2 separate regions of the Mus musculus genome follow, and region 1 is linked to region 2. The links are chromatin contacts, called in public HiChIP or PLAC-seq maps. All regions are on one chromosome and are shown on one strand. The core of a region is the stretch at or near the end of the contact, and the rest is flanking DNA. Distances in the headings are between cores, read along the strand shown. Region 1 has its middle 230 kb from the start of Mir6344. Region 2 holds the start of Rhbdd1 (rhomboid domain containing 1).

Evidence for each region. HiChIP or PLAC-seq counts read pairs in DNA pulled down with a chosen protein or histone mark.
Region 1: a contact with region 2 is called in a FOXA1 HiChIP or PLAC-seq map of pancreatic cancer cells. The contact joins the enhancer-like site here to the promoter of Rhbdd1 in region 2. A contact is called at or near these places in 1 of 39 promoter capture datasets (cranial neural crest) and 2 of 115 datasets of contacts at active chromatin or transcription factors (pancreatic cancer cells and trophoblast stem cells).

The regions. Positions count from the first base shown.
Region 1 is chr1:81,901,945-81,906,663 of GRCm38.p6, forward strand. No RefSeq gene overlaps it. Among named protein-coding and RNA genes, the nearest start is that of Mir6344, 230 kb to the right of the region's middle. Within about 2 kb of position 2,332, at least 43 of the 459 cell types and tissues checked have an H3K27ac peak or open chromatin away from gene starts, as enhancers often do. A contact at or near this core is called in pancreatic cancer cells, where this site is marked.
Region 2 is chr1:82,314,960-82,319,343 of GRCm38.p6, forward strand. Rhbdd1 (rhomboid domain containing 1) reads left to right here and starts at 1,620. Exons shown (of 7, transcript NM_029777.3): 1 at 1,620-1,689.

The DNA of each region.
Region 1 (4,719 bases), core at 1,082-3,581, 410 kb before region 2:
ACATGATTTACACAGGGAAACATCTCAAGGAATGGATGAAGATGTAAGAGGAATTAGTGTTGATTCTCAGGAACCGAGGAGGAGAAGCTCCTGCCTGTGGGCTGGAACTCTTGGCATATATGTGCTGTGGAACTTCTGGAAACTCAACCACTTTCCACAGGGTGAACACAGAATGGAAGGTCCAGATAGAGAGGTGTTGAGAAGATATGAACTCTCATCTGTAAGGACAATACTTAGACCAGTCTCCCACCACCCTGCCCTATCATTTTACTTCAGTCTCTTTAATTTGACCTTATAAACAGCTGCACAAACCATATGTTCCACCAAAAAAAAGAAAAGAAAATCTATGAATTTAGCTAAGTTTTTAAGGATTAAAAAAAGGAACAATAATGCATTATCAAGAAGACATTTGGCAATGTCTCTTTATTCCCTGTCGTGTGTGCCTGGTTTTTGATATCATCAAAAATATTCTTAATTATTCTGCCTAATATCAACAACTACTTTGCAAATTTGGCACTTTTTTCTATTTTCCTTTGAGTTTCAACATAATAATACTTATTCCTTAAATTGATTGCAAAATTAATTATTGAGTTCAGAATATAAAGATGTTACAGAAGAGTTTGTTAAATAATATTTTTTCTAGCAAAAAGCCACAAAAATTCCAACTTTATCACCCTCAGTTAGTTCTAGCCTAGAGAGATAATGTCTGTATACTTTATTATTGTTCTTACAGACAGCAGTTATCTCAAGGAGATTGCTTTAATCTGAGCTTTCAGACAATTTTGAGGTGTTTAATTATACACATACATTAAGGGAGAAATGAACTAGCTTAAAAGTGAGAAACACTCCGAGAGTTTCCTCTTGCTGGATTAAAAATGTAGGTACTTAATAATTGCTTTATTAGATCCTGGAAAACAAACAAACAAATAAAACATGATCATCCAAAGATTTGTGTTCAGTAACGCAATACTGCTTTGGAAATTAATTCCTCTTAGCTGGAACTTCAGCTTTATTGTACTAACCTAGGTGGATGACATCATCTTAGATCATGAATATCATCTATAGCCAGGCTCTAAAATATCCCAAGACCTGAGATAAGAGCAAGGGACAGAACACATGAATCTTGTCCATTGGCACTCTGGGGAATCAGCAAAAGCCAGATGTTTAAAGTTCTTGAGCCAACATCTGTCTCTTTAGAAATGTTCCTCAAGCCATAGCTGTGTGCAGAGATGGCAATCCCTCAAATGCAGAAAGGCCCCCTCCTTGGGCTTGTGAAGGCTCCATGTCCCAGAGTAGGGGAATGCTAGGGTGGTGAGGTGGAAGTGCATGGATGCATGGAGGAACACCCTCATAGAAGCAGAGGGAGGGGATAGGGAGTTTGTGGAGAGGAAACCAGGTAACAGAGTAACAGTTGAAATGTAAATAAATAAAATATACAATAAAAATGTAAAAAAGGAAAGAAAGAAAGAAAGAAAGAAAGAAAGAAAGAAGGAAAAAGAAAGAAAGAAAGAAAGAAAGAGGAAAGAAAGGAAAAAGGAAAGAGGAAAGAGGAAAGGAAAGGAAAGGAAAGGAAAGGAAAGGAAAGGAAAGGAAAGGAAAGGAAAGGAAAGGAAAGGAAAGGAAAGGAAAGGAAAGGAAAGGAAAGGGGAAAGGGAAAGGGAAAAGGAAAGGAAAGGGAAAAGGAAAGGGAAAAGGAAAAGGAAAGGGAAAGGGAAAAGGAAAAGGAAAAGGAAAAGGAAAAGGAAAAGGAAAAGGAAAAGGAAAAGGAAAAGGAAAAGGAAAGGGCCTTCTTTCTCTGCCCTTGGTAGCTCTCAATCTGTAACTCAATATGTTCAAGAAAATGTGATCCAGAGGCTTATTCATTCAAGAAATGGGAGAGGAAGAATCACATAACAGTGATTCACTTCAAGAATCAATTTCTTTAGCGGGATAAACATTGGCTAGCAGTTGAAAAACAAGCCTAGTGAGTAAGGCTGGGCTAAAGCAAACCAGACACAGGAAAACAAAATGGGGATGACTTTGAGTCTGGACCTAGAAACTCATGTAAGTCATTCCAGGACTTAGACTTGGGTCGCTTGCTTTTCACTCTTGGCTCTTTCATTTACTGATTATAATATCTGGGGTGAATTACTTCACCATTTCTTAGGACCTTGTAAACTGAAAATAAGAACAGCATCTATTCCAGTACAGTTAGTGAGGATTACATGAGTTAAAGCCTGTCAAGAGTTGAGACTGGAGCTTGGCCCATAGCAAGCTCTGCATATGTGTTTGTTAAGTCAACAAATTCCTGCTCTGAGGCAAGCACGTCACTCCTCGCTGTGTACACACAAAGCACGCAAAGGCTGATGCTGAGGCAATAAATCCTTCTGAGAAAGAAAAGCACAGATCCACACAGCCTTCATTTCAGAATTGCTCATGTTGCTTCCAGACATTGGCTATTTAATCCTCCCAGAACAACCAGAGGGAATTTACACAAATAAACTTCTCCATTTACAGAAGAGAAAGCAACTACACAGTAAGATGGTATGTTTTCCTTGAGTTTGCCCAAGGAGTTCAGCTTCTCTAAATGCTTCCTTCTGTCCTAGGTCCCTTTGCTCCTAAGCAGAAAGAAGTAACAACAACAGAAAAAACAACGACAACAACAAACAAAACTTTAAATATGAGATGTCAAATAATGTATAGGAAAAATGCCTTCACTATGCAATATTTATACAACTTTTGAAAGTTAGAATTCATTCTCTGTCTACTACAGGAAGCTAAAAAAGCGCTGTTAATGGAACTTAAGTTTCCATTTCAGTTTAATAAGTGGGCATGGAACTCAACATTGAAGCTTGGCTTAAAATAATAATAATATCATGAATGTGGGTTCTGTTTAAATTAATATAAATGTGATCATTCTCTTTTCTGTCAGTGTATGGAAAACTGTTTAGTAGGTAAGTCTGGGAGAATATGAAGTTGTGAGTCATTCTGAACAGAGTGTGTTCATACATGATCAACAAGCTAAAAAGGCAGGAATGAATGTGAGGAGGATTTGGGTAGAGCTGACCAGACTGCCGTATTCAACTTTCCCCTCCAAACAGTGCCTTAGTGAGCTTTGAAAAACAATAATCTTTGTCCATAAAAGTTTCTTCAGGACAACTCCTGTTTGTGCAAGAAGTTTTGGATTTTTACCCAGTGTACAAAATTGTCATAAAGGGGCAGGAGAAAAAATAGGCAGGAGAGGGAAGGAGGGGTGGAAGCACGTATGGCAAGAAATAAAGATTTTTACTAAAAGCTTCTATAAGTAATTTTCTTGCTAAGGCATGTTTTAGGGGACAAAAACTTCATAGTTTCAAATACCAAACAATGTATGTTTATTACACAAACTTAGGATTAAGTAATTAAATAAAAATCTAGAAGACAATTAAACTCACTATATTTCTAGTTCTCTGTTACATATGGCTACCTTTGACATGCAATACACATTACCTATTTCTGTAAATTCAAAGAAAAAATTTAGTTCATATTTTAACCTTTGAGCGTTTCATACATGTTTATAATGAATTTTACTCATTCTCACCCACCCTAATTATCCTATCCCATACCCCTCTTTCTCCTAAAAGCATTGTTCTTTCCAACAACTTCAGTGTTTTTCCTATTTTTATGCTGTGTGTGTCACTAAATTTAAACAAAGTTACCCACTAGGCATTGCGGTGATTATTTACCCAATCATGGGCAACCTACTAGTGGTCACACCACAGAAGAAAGTGACATTCCTCTCCACAACTAACCTTAATTGCCAACACTTCACCTACCTATGATGAAGTATTGATGGCTAAATAGTGTGTAGGTCTTTTTCTTCCAATAACATTTAAAATGTGTGCATCCCCTATACCGTGTGCAGAAGATACTGTTTCACAGCACCCATCCCCAGCTGCTGGCTCTTACATTCTCTCTGTCCTCTCTTCCACCTTTGGGGACAGAGCTAAAGGTGGCCCATTTAGAACTGAGCACTCCACAAACTCTTTGTCTACTTTGACCAGTTGTGGGTCTGTCTATCAACTATATTAACATCTGTCCACTACAAAACAGAAAACTTTTGTCTGTGTTTTGCTTTCTTCTGGATTATTTTTTAAAGTAATAAACAGAACATTCAAATTGTACATATCTATGAGATTGTGTTTGGTGTTTAATTCACAAACACATAATATAATGTTCAAGTCAAAGTAAATATATCTACCTTCTCAAATACTCATTATTTTTAAAAGGGTGAACACACAAAATCTTCCCTGCCAGTTTTTTTTTTTTTTTGGTTTAGAATTATTTTATTAGATATTTTCTTTATTTACATTTCAAATGCTACCCTGAAAATTCCCTATACCCCCCCCCACCCCCTGCTACTCTGCCCATCTACTCCCACTTCTTGGCCCTGGTGTTTCCCTGTAGTAGGGCATATAAAGTTTGCAAGACCAAGGGGCCTCTCTTCCCAATGATGGCCGACTAGGCCATCTTCTGATACATATGCAGCTAGAGACACAAGCTCTGGGGGTACTGGTTAGTTCATATTGTTGTTCCACCTATAGGGTTGCATACCCCTTCACCTCCTTGGGTACTTTTGCTAGCTCCTCCATTGGGGGCACTGTGCTCCATATTATAGATGACTGTGAGCATCCACTTCTGTATTTGCCAGGCACTGGCATAGCCTCACTTGAGACAGCTATATCAGGGTCCTTTCAACAA
Region 2 (4,384 bases), core at 370-2,869:
CTTTGTTTACATGTAAGAATTCTGACTGTCCCTCTATTAAAGTTTAGGCTAGGAAATTATTACCCAGATAATGGGAACTCCTGATATTCTTGCATCTATTTTCCAAGTGGAGAGATTACAGGTGTTTGCCCCTATGTCTGGTGAGGTCATTAAAAAAATGGTTTTTCTCTGTCCTCTTATATGCCAATGAAACATTTTACTCATATTTAAAATAGGATTAAAATGTTTTTTTTCTTTACTTTTTATGATTCAGGATGTCATATAGACTAAGCTGGTCTTGAAGTTATATAGCTGAGGCTGTCCTTGAACTCCCAATCTTCCTGTCTCTACCTTCAAACTGTGGGGTCATTAGTGTTCACCATCACAGCCTGCTCCCCAAGAACATTCCTAAGCCCTGTCTATTTACAATTGCATTTTTTTTGAGATTACTGATTTGAGACTTGATTTGCGGCTCTTTTAAAGTCACTTCTGCACTTAAAAACAAGATAATAACAAAAACAGTGTAAGTATAGAAAGGGGTAGACTGACAGAGAATATAAAGCAAGAGTATATTAATGGAATGGATGCATAGAATTGGTGGGAAGAACAAATAGAGACCTCTCCTTTTGAGAAATTGCATTCATGTTTTCTTCCTAAGGAGATATATTTCTACATGCAATTTAGTTCCCCCTACTCACTTGGGTTCCATTTCCAGGAATGCAGTTTCGCAATGTCAGTCTTGGACTTACATACCCCCCCACTTTTTTTTATACCTGAAAGGGGTTAAATTATAAGAATTCATTCTTGAATTTGCTAAGAATTTTGTCACTTGAAATTCTCATCTATATCTCCTAATAGTGTGGGAAATTTTCATTCAAATTCCAACTACAAGGGAAAATTTTTTAGGAGAATTTCTTCTGTTATACAATAGAAGATTAACTTTTGGGGGACTGGGAAGTTTTTAATATGCTAACTAGACGTGGCTACTAAGCCTTTTGGTAAATATACCTGCACCCAATTCATGCCTTGAAAAGGTGGAGCTCTCCTCTAATTACTAGAAAAATAATTACACCAAACATCGTTTTCTTGTAGGACACAAATGCAGCATTGCCTTTAGAAGAAGCTGCCCATGAAACTGGTTCCACGTTAGAAGGAGAAAATTGCATCAAACGACCTAAGTCACAAAAACCTTTTCTCACGAGCCCTTAAAGCAGTAAACAGGCTAAGCAGTGTGGCCTCGTGTTTGTGCTTGGGGAATGAAATGTACACCGTGGCCCTGTTTCGCCGGCCTACTTTCTGGGATAAGCAGCTCTCCTGAGGCCCATTGGGAACAGCTACTGTCTCCACCGTCCACTTGGTAGACTACACTGCACCGGGAAGAAACTTTGGCCTTGAGGGAGCTGGCCATAGGCGACTCATGCGCTGTGCGCGTGGTAAGTGATTATTAGTTAGTTATGGCTGTAAAAGCACACCGACACCCTTGTTGCTAAGGGTTGAATAGGATGAGCGCTACGCATTAGCTAGAGGAAGCCGAAAAGGCAGTACGAAGCACGGAGCATGCGCAGACTGCCGCTCCTTTCCCTAGGCCGCCGGAAGTGGAGCCTGCGGAATCGGCGTCCGTGCCGGAAGTTGAGTCTCCGGATTCGGCGTCCAGACGTAGTGACGCACGAGCGCGGGAGTACGTGAGGACGCAAGCGGGTCTTAGAGAGAGTGAGTTTCCGCGTCTCTTCAGCTGAGTGTATGGCATCGCTTTTGTGCGGCGTGTGTTGCGGCTTCCCGGGACCACGGATGGCGGGGCCGGGGCTGAGATCCGGGCCGCTGCGGGCCGGGCGGAAGCGCTGCTATGGGGCCAGCCAGGGTCCGCTGGGCGGAAGTGCTGCTTAGGGACCGGGCGGAGGAGCCGGCCCGCCGGGTCCGGGTCTTCTTCTCCCCTCCGGCCGGCCGGGATGGGGTCGCAGGGGCAGTCGCACCGGTACCGCTTCCCTGGCTCATGGAGATCTAGGCTGCCCGGATAGGCTTTTGCGAGGTTCCTCCGACTTCAGGAAGTTTGAGGCGAAGTTGCATCAGCTTGCACAGAGCTTGCAGTGGCAGGTGGTTGGGGGGGCGGCCACTTCTGTCTCAAACACACAGACCCATCCTAACCTCTGTAAGGCTGTCTGTACCACAGAATAGAGGACAGACATACACCCGAGGGACTTCACCTCTTCTCTTTTCACACATGCCTTTCCGTTTTTCCAAAACAGGCATTATTTAAAACAACAACAACAACAATAACAACTGTAATATCTAATTATTGCACGGTTAAGATTCAGTTGTCAGACTCATTTATAAAAGTCCCTTTCAGTAGCTTCATGACACCAGGTTTTCTTTGGGGGGGGGGGCATGGTGCCAGGTTTTTTGTTTTTTTTTTTTTTTCCCCCTCTACTTTTCATCCCAACGTCCTAACCTCATTTACCTTCTTCCTGCTTCTATTACTGATTCTGCTTCGGATCTTCTAGTGTTCTGGTACATTCCAGGAGAGCAAGTGCTCCTGCCTTGGTCCTGGGTTTGCTCTCCATCAACAGCATCTTCTGAGGGAATTGTTGGCAGTACAGATTTTAGTGTCATACCCCTTTGAGCAAGCCTTTCGGTCCATTCTAGCACTTCCGGGTACTGAGTTCGACGAATAACAGCGTAAAAAGTACTCACTCGTTATGGAATTTTATACATAATGAGGTTAGAGTAAGGTGAGGTATTTTCTAGATCTGGAATCTTGACCGAATCATTTAACTGTGACTTCATAGTACTAAGTGTTGACATGTGAAAACAAGTGGGTAGCAATAACCCATACAAAACACTCCAAGAGAAGTTACTAGACCTGCATGAAGAAAGCGCACAGGTCGTGGAGGAAGGACGAGGTGTAGGGTTAGAGAGCAGTTGGAGTGCATGATTTTATGACTGCTGCAAAGACTTTTATCCCAACTACTTATGAATAGTAAAAATTTAGATACAGGATAGTTATGGATGTCTCACACCTGTAACAGCAATGCTCAGGAGGCTGAGGCAAGAGATATCCTAAGTTTGGAGTCCAGTCAGAGCTACATCATGAGACCCTATGCAAACAGCCACATCAAGCGAGAAAGTTACAGCAGTCCGTTATGCCACTAATTTTATTTACATTGTGGTATTTTAGAAAATGAACTATTAGAAATTGTGCCAAGGTGGTTTAAAGGTCTTTGCCCTTCTTGTTTCTTCAACTTAGTTATACCTAAGTTTGTCCTGTAGTTTGGTAAAGGCCAGACCAGAGTTACAAAGAAGCATACAGTGGTGGCTAGCACCCCGCCACCAAAAGCTGTTTCTGTCCTTAGCTTTTGTCCCTATATATGGTATGGCTCCATCTTAGCAAAGAAGGGCTCATGTCCATTGGGGACGGTCACAGTTAAGTGGACAGGCTCCCAACGGGATGATTTTTATTTTATTTCTCCAAATTACTACATGGAACATTTTCTAAGAACTATTCCTTTCTCCAACGGTTCACCTAGAGGAAGAAATAATCATTTGGGGTCTGAAGCTACTGTTCTTGAGTCTAGGCTCATTACAGTGTTAAAAAGGGTCAGTGACTAGTGGTGGCCTGTGTAACACATAGCTTTGACTAAAGAGCACTGGTGCCAAGGCCATGCTGAGACTCCAGAATATTATGGGCAATAAATTGTCATGTAAATATATCACTTGTGATACCTGTTTCTATCCATAATAGTTAACCTTACCACCAAAGTGATACTGTCCCATCATGAAGCGATTGTTTTTCAGAGACTCCTAATGTTTTATTATTTTCTGTGTAAGATAGATAGATAGCTGTGGTTCTGGGTCAGGCAAGCCCTGCTTGAATTCCTCCCTCTGTGTATTGATTATGCCCCATAGACAGATTAGCTTCCTTCCAGTTTTAATTTCTCCTGTAAAGTAGAAGCTACCTAAGTTAAATGAGATGCTGTGTTAACTGTTACTACTACATTATATGTTAGGTAATGTCTCTTTTTGAAAGGGGAAGATATAATGTTTAACATTTAATTCTGACTGCCCTGTTAATTTCCATCTTTTGTTGTTGTTGTTTTTTGTTTTGTTTTTTTTCTTTTTTTGGTTCTTTTTCGAGACAGGGTTTCTCTGAGTAGCCTTGGCTGTCCCTGCCTCTCAAGTGCTGGGATTAAAGGCATGCTCCCCCACGCCCGGCTAATTTCCATCTTTTATGTACTAGGTTGTTTTATGACGTGTTCACTGCTTTTTAAGCGATGGAGATGCTGAACCAAAGCTTTCCTAATCTGTGAGGAAAAAGCAAACACTGGAGAAAATTACAGCTCAGCGTGCCAGAAGAACACTAGTTCTCTCATAATCAGTGATTTCTAGACGTTGTTTTTATAGTTTCCAAATT